Regions from separate parts of the Columba livia genome. Here region 1 is linked to region 2. A link is a contact called in public Hi-C data. All regions are on one chromosome and are shown on one strand. The core of a region is the stretch at or near the end of the contact, and the rest is flanking DNA. Distances in the headings are between cores, read along the strand shown.

Evidence for each region. A called contact is a pair of places that touch in the nucleus more often than the background predicts.
Region 1: a Hi-C map of liver shows a contact between it and region 2, with 2.4 times the contacts expected there. The contact joins the enhancer-like site here to the promoter of ANAPC2 in region 2. A contact is called at or near these places in 2 of 2 Hi-C or Micro-C datasets (crop and liver).

Annotation. Positions count from the first base shown.
Region 1 is chr19:9,457,829-9,462,146 of bColLiv1.pat.W.v2, forward strand. It overlaps NSMF (NMDA receptor synaptonuclear signaling and neuronal migration factor), which reads right to left. Exons shown (of 14, transcript XM_065036052.1): 9 at 4,177-4,210; 10 at 3,598-3,668; 11 at 2,437-2,516; 12 at 1,104-1,206; 13 at 653-728. Among named protein-coding and RNA genes, the nearest start is that of TPRN, 13 kb to the left of the region's middle. Within about 2 kb of position 2,208, at least 1 of the 3 cell types and tissues checked has an H3K27ac peak away from gene starts, as active enhancers do.
Region 2 is chr19:9,421,932-9,425,951 of bColLiv1.pat.W.v2, forward strand. It overlaps ANAPC2 (anaphase promoting complex subunit 2), which reads right to left and starts at 2,193. Exons shown (of 13, transcript XM_065036034.1): 1 at 1,729-2,193; 2 at 396-1,018. The coding sequence starts at 2,154.

The DNA.
Region 1 (4,318 bases), core at 958-3,457, 36 kb after region 2:
TACCTGCAGTGCTTATAGCCTAATGCTGCATGTTTTTACCTTCCAGGAGAACAAAGCACCAAGGATGGCAGCAAAGATAAAATAACAACGGCAAATTCAGAATATGTCACTTACGAAGCTGTACCCATGACTGCTCACATTGACCAGAGAACAGGAAAAATCCTATAGCCACAGTAAAAAATCCAAACCAAACCAGCCTAAGATATAGAATGGCTAAAACAGGCTCCATCCCAGTCGCTTGTTGGTGACAACTTAGCCGGTACCAGTGCTTTGAGTCCTGGGGAAGTGACCCCTGCACACTCAGTTACAGAAGAAGTTTTGCTCCCATGTGCACATCTCCCATGCACTTCACATGCCCTAATAATATGATAAATCTCCTAAACTCAGCCTGCAAAGCTGCCCGCTATTTAGGCTACTTTGTCCCTGTCTGGGAGAGGGCTCTGCGGCTTCAGGCACAAACAGGACAGATGAACCGTGAACGTGGAGGCACTGCAGGGAAAACCGGGTTCAGCAACTGAACTACACAAGGTGATTACAAGCAAAATGAAGGTCAGGGCTTAAGGGAGCTCAAAATTGCTTTTTGAGGAAGATGCTCAATGAAGGAGGCAGGCTGATTAGGAAAGCGTGCATCTTTGTACAGAAAATTAATTACCTTGAGCTGATAGTTCAAGTGGAGACTCAAAGGCAACCCTATAAGGATTCATTAAGTTTTTCAGATTCTGAAATAGCTGAAAGACAAACATATTGAGAGTTAGCAGCTGAAAGGAGAAGAACTCCAGGGCACCCAGAACTGCCCATCCTTGTTCCCTACCTCTGCAAAACCTTCCACTCAAGTCCTTTCAAACACCTAGCTGTCAGTACATAAATAAAGTGCTTTGAATGACAGTTCTCCTCAAAGGTTTCAGCGCTTGGCCAGCATGTCACTTCACATTCCCCCTCTGCCCTCTGGGGAAGGCACAACCCACAGGGCGGTGGGACGGGACGGCAGATGCTTCCCATACAGCAGAAGAGGAAGGTTTGGATTTCAGAGTGTGGCTGTTGCCTCCCTGGGCCTGGTGGCACCCAGGGGACGTTCTCAAAGAGGTGACCCAGGAAGCTCTTACCTTCTCCCCATTGGGGTTTCCAAGAACATAGCAGCCCATGATGTGAATGATATTTGGTTCAGGATTGACTTTACTCATCAGCCGGCTCAACCTCTTCCAGAAGCTGGTAGAAACAGGAAAAAATGAGTACATAATTAAAAAAAATAATAATCTATCTCCTCATATGCATGAGGAATCACAAGGGGGTGTGTGCACACAGCTCAGGAGGGACATGAGGCTTGTAGCCTGAGGAACAAGCTGCTCGGGAAGAGCCTTTGGCTCTTACACAAGGAGGAGCAGGGGCAGAGCAAGGGCTGGAGGAGCAGGTCCAAGGAAGGAAGAGCGGCTCATTGAGCCAAGGAGGCTCCAAGGTGAAGAGGATGGAGCAAAGTCCACCCAGAGTGCTTTTAGACTGACAGTTTTACTAAGCACACTCTTCTTATAGCAGTTCTCTCCAATTTCCTCTCCCATTCTCTCAACAGTTGCCCTTTCTAACTAGGAGCGTTCACAGCTTTCTGAAGGTCCCTGAATTACCAACTTGGGACCAGCTACGCCTGGAATGTGTTCAGAAGCATGTACGCACACACGTGCTGCAGAATTTTATTGACAGTGTTTGCACCAGAGCATGAGAGCGCTGAACAGATGTTGATTTTAATACTCAGCTCTCATGCCAACAAGAAGTTGTGTAGGAACAGGTTGGTGTACATCCTCACGCCCACAATGAAGCACTGTTTACCAAGGCAGCACCACAGGCAAAGCTTAACTTTCTGCAAGGAGTAAAATTCGCTCAGCAGCCCCATCTGACAGGCTGGCACGTTAGTGAAAACCCTCCTCAGTGACGTGCTGGACTTCGAGCTTCGCAGCGACAAATTCCGTTTCCCCCTGCAATCAGGAGGGCAACTACCAGAGACAGCTGTGGGGGCCGTTTGGATTTCTGCCACTAGTCGCCTGCTTAGAAATGCTTTCTCAGCCGCTTCTGAGCAATAGGGTCACGAGGTGCATGTTCTGGTTTCTGGTCAGCAAAGCCTTTGTTAGGAGAGGAAGTACCTTCCTTTTTTCCTCCTTCTTTTGATAGCTCCCATTCCAGAGAGACACGGAACAGCAGAGAAAAGCATGAATCCTCTGTGATGTGTCCCAGGGCTGCATCACCCTGGGCATGATCTCAGCTCTGTCACCTCTGCAATTCGCTCTGAAGGAGCTGAAAGCTGCTCCTGGGTCCCCCCTCATCCTGCTCTTCCCCTGACCAAGTCACCCCAGTTCCTGTCACCATTCCGGATAGGCCATGTGCTATAAACATTGAGCAAACAGAGCAGAAAAATGCCATGCAAGCCCAGAACGTAACACAGCCACTCACAGGATCATATCTTCTTCCTTTTCCACTTTGGCAAAAGTGGCGACTTTGTTCTTTAACAAATATAAGTGACCAGGACCTCCCTGCAAGAGAGAGACAGACAGACTGAAACCCCTTTGAGACACTGAAGAAACCAGCCGTGGCTGTGGCTCTTGTCCTGCACAGCCATACCCAGAAGTGCCACAAGGGAGCAGAGCAGACACACCAGGCTGGTGCGATCCCTGCAACCTCCATAGCAGGTACCTGCTCAGGAAATATTCACATATGGGCAGTGTGCTGAGGGTTGGATTATCCATTTTTTAGTGCTGTGTGCCCATCTCGCTCTAAAAAGGCACAACAATAGACAAATTTTCATTGTGGGTGGCAGGAGAGTAATAGGGAAGCCAAGAAAGTCCCTGCCAATTGGGGGTGTTAGGGGACTTGCTGCTGTAGGTGGACGAGAAGCTGAGCAAAGCGGGGATAAGCAGGCAAGACATCGCTGTAGAAGAACTGGACTCTGGCAGTAACAGGCATAAAAAGCTTGAGAACATCATCAGGAAAATTAAGAGTTGCCATCTCCAGGTCAGTGCGCTGCAAACCCTGCAATTTTGCAGCCCTGGCCACGTGGGAGGGAGTTAAATCAGGTTACCTTCCTGACTTCTCATTTCATGTTCCTCACACAGCTGCTGGGCACGTCTCACGCTGACCACGCTGAGGAACGAGAGACTTGGGAAGGGAAACCGGGCCAGTCCCAGATCCAGCAGGGACCAAATCCATTCTCCCCGCAGCTGGGCAACCGCACCCCGACCCATCTCCTGTGTACACTGAGCTGGATCCACAGCACCCACCGCCGTCACTGCTGTACTGAACCTGGATTAAAACTATAACAAATGCTTGTTCCTTTCTCTGAAATCCTCCTTTTGAGGTCTGCGCTAATGCTGCTTTGCCTGGGTTTCCTCGAAAGCAGCTCAGCCCCGGAGCTGGCGACACTAAATCAGATTTTATTTCCTGCTGTCACAGCAACTCGAGGCTGCTCGGTGCAGGGGAACGAGAAGCGAAAGCCGCACACATGCGGCTACTTTAACAGAAGCTGACTTGGGAGTATTGGTTCCTCTATGTAATTTTCCCTGTAGAAAAAGACCAATTCGTAACAAATCACCCAAGCACTTAAGGACATTCACGTACCTGGCAAAATATCAGCATCTTCCAGATTTTGCAGCCTTTCCGATAAATGTTAAGCTTCTTTTCTATTTCCTCTGCAAAAAAACATGTTGGAGATGAACCATGGAGGAAGTTAAAGATTAATCTTATTTCTTCTCACACTAGTCCTGAAGGCAGGAGGCTGAGCTGAGAGAGATGCTCAGCACCTACATTCTCACTGATGCTGAGCAAACCCTTTGCCTTCATGCGTGTCAGAGGGCAGAGAAGGGACAGGGCAGCTCCAGACCCTGCTCTGTGGTGACCACAGTGTGGTACCAGTCCTAGATGTCCTGACCCTGCAAGGGGACAACAAACAGGTACCTTTGCTGCCCTGTGCCTCAACTTCCCTTTCATAAACTGGGAGCTTGGCGCAGAAAATGGGCCACAGGAGTAGTCTTATCATTGTGGCACATCCAACAGCAGCTGACTGACTGTCGGGTGTCACTGAGGTGGTTGAAACACCTTTATGAGGGGTGGCTGAGGCGCAGGGGAGTGATTTTAACATATTGATCACTTATATTTGCTGTGGGCAGGACCTAAGAAAAAAAAATAACACTTACGTACCTAGGATGTCATCAAAGGTGGCATGTTCATGGTCCTGGAAGGCAAGACAGAAGGACATTTCAAGGTTTGCTGTCACTACACCAGCTTCTGTGACGTTATTACAGTCTCTACCATTGCACACAATCCCATTTCTAGGCAAAGC
Region 2 (4,020 bases), core at 943-3,442:
CCTCAACAGACGCAGGCCTAGCTCTTAAGTGCTCTGACAGCCCGCGTTAATGCACTGCGTGCATAACACATGGCACTGCTGCTATCCTGTCTTAGAAACATAATTTGCTAGCCGTCAAAAGGTCTTTCATTTAGAAAAGTTTACTTGTGAACAGAAGGCCTTAGAGCAAGAGGAAGATATTCCCACACCCAGAGAGAGGAACTTTCTGTCTTAAGATCTGCTCTAGTTCAACCACCAGCCAGCAACCAGCTGCAGAAACCCTGTGTCAGGTTCACCCTGTACCACGATGCAGCCTGACTCTTCCAGTTCTCAGATACTGAGAAAACCTGCTCCTGCTCCCCGTCCAGACCACCTGCCTGTACTGAGCGACAGCCACCACCCCGTCACCTACGTACAGAACGTCATTGAGCTGCTGGAACTGCTCCATGGCCTTGGGGCACCAGCACCGCTCCCTCTTGCTGCTGCAGCCTGCGCACAGCGGGCTCTCTCCTCCGCCCTCCTCCGTGTCACTCTCCTGCTCGGTCTCGCTCATGCTGCTCTCGCCCTCGTTCGTTCCATCTTCTCCTTTCTTCCACTGCCGCATGTATATCCTGAAAGTGCGGCTGTAGAACTGCTGGATCATTTCCTGGAAGGATTCGGTAGTGGAGAAGAAAAGGATGGCTTTGAACATGGTGTAGAACTTCTCCTGCAGCATCTGAGCGCCTGTCCCCAGGAGCAATCCTGCCTTGGTCCATCTCTCCAGAAGTTCCAGGCTGTTCAGGTAGGGGTCCAGGCGGCGCTTGAGGAGACAGAACGCGTCCAGAAGGAGCGAGGCGCACTGGGGCTCCTCCGCTGTGTTTTCATACTGGCCAATACAGTTCCAGAACTCGGGAGCTATATTTGCCTGCAGGTCCGTCTGCAGCACCTCCATGAACCACTCCTCCACCACGCAGTGCAAGTCGTGCCGCTGCAGCACGTCCAGGGCTGCCCGCAGGTCGGCATCCTTCAGCGGCCCCGCAGCGCCGGACCTCGGTGCTGCCTGGAAAGCAGAGGGGACACCAGGTTCAGCAGAGGAGACCATTCATCTCACAGCACAGGAACCAAACGCACGCAGACTCTGCCATCAAACCTGGCAGATACTGTCCCTCCGTGGAGACCCGCTGGGGTCTCAGCCGCTGATGGAAGCCAAGCGCCCACCTCCCAGGCCCAACACCCAAACACCGTCCATCGCTGTGCCCTTCACCACTGTCCCCATCCATCGCTGTCCCTGCAGGCAGCCCCGCAGGACACACGCATGGATAGGAGAGCCATGAGCCACCCTCGGGGCCCTGAAAAGCCAGGGTCTGAGGCAAAACCGGGGCAAAACCTTCCTGGCTGGTGTTATCTCCCTTGGGGAGCGAGCGGGAGCAGAGCCGCAGCACGGCTGGGGAACCGGCTCCTGGTTTTGGCCCATACGCTTCCCTGGCTGGTGTGACGGGAAGGGGGGACGGCTGGACCGCCACGGCCTTTCCCTGGCAGCCCCCGAGCAAACACGGCCACATCCCCCTTCCCCAGCCGGCAGCTCCGGCCGCTTCTCCCCCGCGCACCGCGGCAGCGCCGGAACCCGGACCCCGGAGCGGCAGACGGGGAGTCGGGGCCTGCTCGGAACCCACGGGGGGCCGGTCCCGACAGGGCCCAGAGACCCGCGAGCGGGGAGCGGCGCGTCCTCCCCCGGGCCTTGCCCGCCCTCCCGGCCCCGCTCCCGCTCACCAGCCCCAGGGCGGCGGGCGGCACCAGGGCGGTGCTGAGCGTGTGCCAGGCGGCCGACAGCCCCGCGCCCGCCGGCGGCTCCATGCGGGCCGCGCCGCAGGAAGAGGCGGAGCGCGGCGGGACGTTGGGCCGGGGCGATGAGCGGCCCCGGGGCCGCGCTGCGGAGCTACAACGAGGAGCTGCGGGAGGGTGAGCGGGGCCGGGCGGCGGCGGGGCCGGGGCGCGGGCCGGGGCTGACGGGTCGGTGCCCGCAGGGCTGGCGGAGCTGCGCGCCCGGCGGGAGGAGCTGAGCGGGCGGATCCGGGACGAGGAGGCGGAGCGGGCCCGGCTGCAGGGCCGGATCTGGGCGCTGACCGAGCGGCTGGCCCGCACCAGCGAGAGCCTGGCCCGGAACCTGGCTGCCCGCAGCGAGCTCGACCGGACCATCGCCGAGACAGAGGCGGCCTACGGCAAGGTAACCGCCCGGAGCTCCGGCACAGGCGTCCCCGCCATGGGGAGCTTAGTTTGGGTCTGGTTTGGTGCTGTTTGAGCTTCTGGGAGCGCAGCCCGGCGGTGCCGAAGGGCGCAGCATCCCCCGCCTTCGGGTGCCCAGCGCCACCGAGCGGCCCGTCGCAGCGGGAGGAAAGTGGGGGTTGAGTTAAAGCACATTGTCAAAATACATTGATATGGCCCTTGGAATGGACCCTACAAGAAAAAAAGCCTCTCACAGACAAGAGGAAACAGCCTCAAGTTGCGCCAGGGGAGGCTGAGGTTGGATCTGGGAACAATTTCTTCCCCAAAGGGCTGTGGGGCATTGGAACAGGCTGCCCAGGGCAGTGCTGGAGTCACCATCCCTGGAGGGTTGGACAGACGGAGATGAGGTTCTCAGGGACACGGGGTAGTGCTAGAGTCAGGTTATGGTTGGACTCAATGATCCTGAGGGTCTCTTCCAATTGAAATGATTCTATGATCATTTGGGGGGGTGGAAGAAAAGAGGAAACCAGAGAGAAGACATTGACCCAGAAAACCATGAATTCATGCAGGTAACACCAAACTGATAACGAGAGCAGTCAGCTTACTGGACACTCTTTTGCTCATCTTCTCATGTCATTTCCTTCTATCTTTAGTGGAACACGATCATGATAGTATCATAAAAGAGCAGAAATGTTGGCACAGTAAAGGGGTGGGAAGGAGACAAACAGCACAAGGGCCATTCCCATTATTTCAGTTACTGGGATGGCTCCAACCCTTTGCCTTTCCCATCAGCTGACTGGCTGGGACTGCTTCATCCTGAGCGTAGGATAACAGCTGAATTCACTTTTGAATTACCAACCAACCTACTTGTTAGAAAAATAAAAGGATCTTCCCAGCTGTCTTGCAGATCTTCCCTCTGTTGGTAACAAGGAGCTGCTGAGTCCAAGAGCATCCCTTCCCCAGGAGCTGCTGACTACATTCTCCTTTGCCCACTGTTTCTTTTAATATGGTCACTAATCTATTAATCTATCAGATCCTCTTTATCTCCCAAAGTCAATACTTACCAGTGACACGTTTCAAATGAGGCTGGAGCTGTTTTCTCAGCCTCCTTCAAGAACTGGTGGTTTGGGGTGAAAGGGGGAACCTGCATAAAAATATAACAGCTTGGAAACAGCTGTTGTAAAGATACAGGAACAACCGGCACCTTTTAAAAGAAACCTTCCCTGAGATACAAGTTACAACCCCCAGCCTACAAATGAATTCATGTTTATTGAAATGAGAAGAGAGTAACAGTAGGTAAGAAGCAGAGGTAGGTTGGAAACACAGACATCCTGCAAACAGGAACCAGTAACAAAGTCCCTTTCCTAGGGGTGCACATCTCTGTAATCACATCCTTGCCTCCCCAGCCCCTGATAGTCACTGAACTCCACCTTCTTCTGCGGACAAGCTGGTGAGATCCCACCAACACGTCCTGCTGGAGCCGCCTCCCGCGGGGCACTTACCTCAGCGCTTCTCTGACCGCTCCGTCATGCCCACAGGTTCACAGGAGCGTAAAGCACCTTTGGGACTACAGCCCTACTATCCCACTTTGTTACAACTGTCCACTGTTAGAACTTTCAAACTGTGAGATGGACAGGCTGTGAGTCTCCTAAACCATGGGCAGCCTTGCTTCTTAGTGCACAGGAAGTGGGAGTGTTACATGATACACAGTATTAGCTAAAAATAGAAGAAAATTAATAAAAGGAAGAATTTAGTCTGAGTTAAGGTCATTGTAGAGTTGAGCTAGTCTTTAAGCGAGAAACCTAAAACGTGCAGTTTTAATGGGAAGACAGTTGAAAC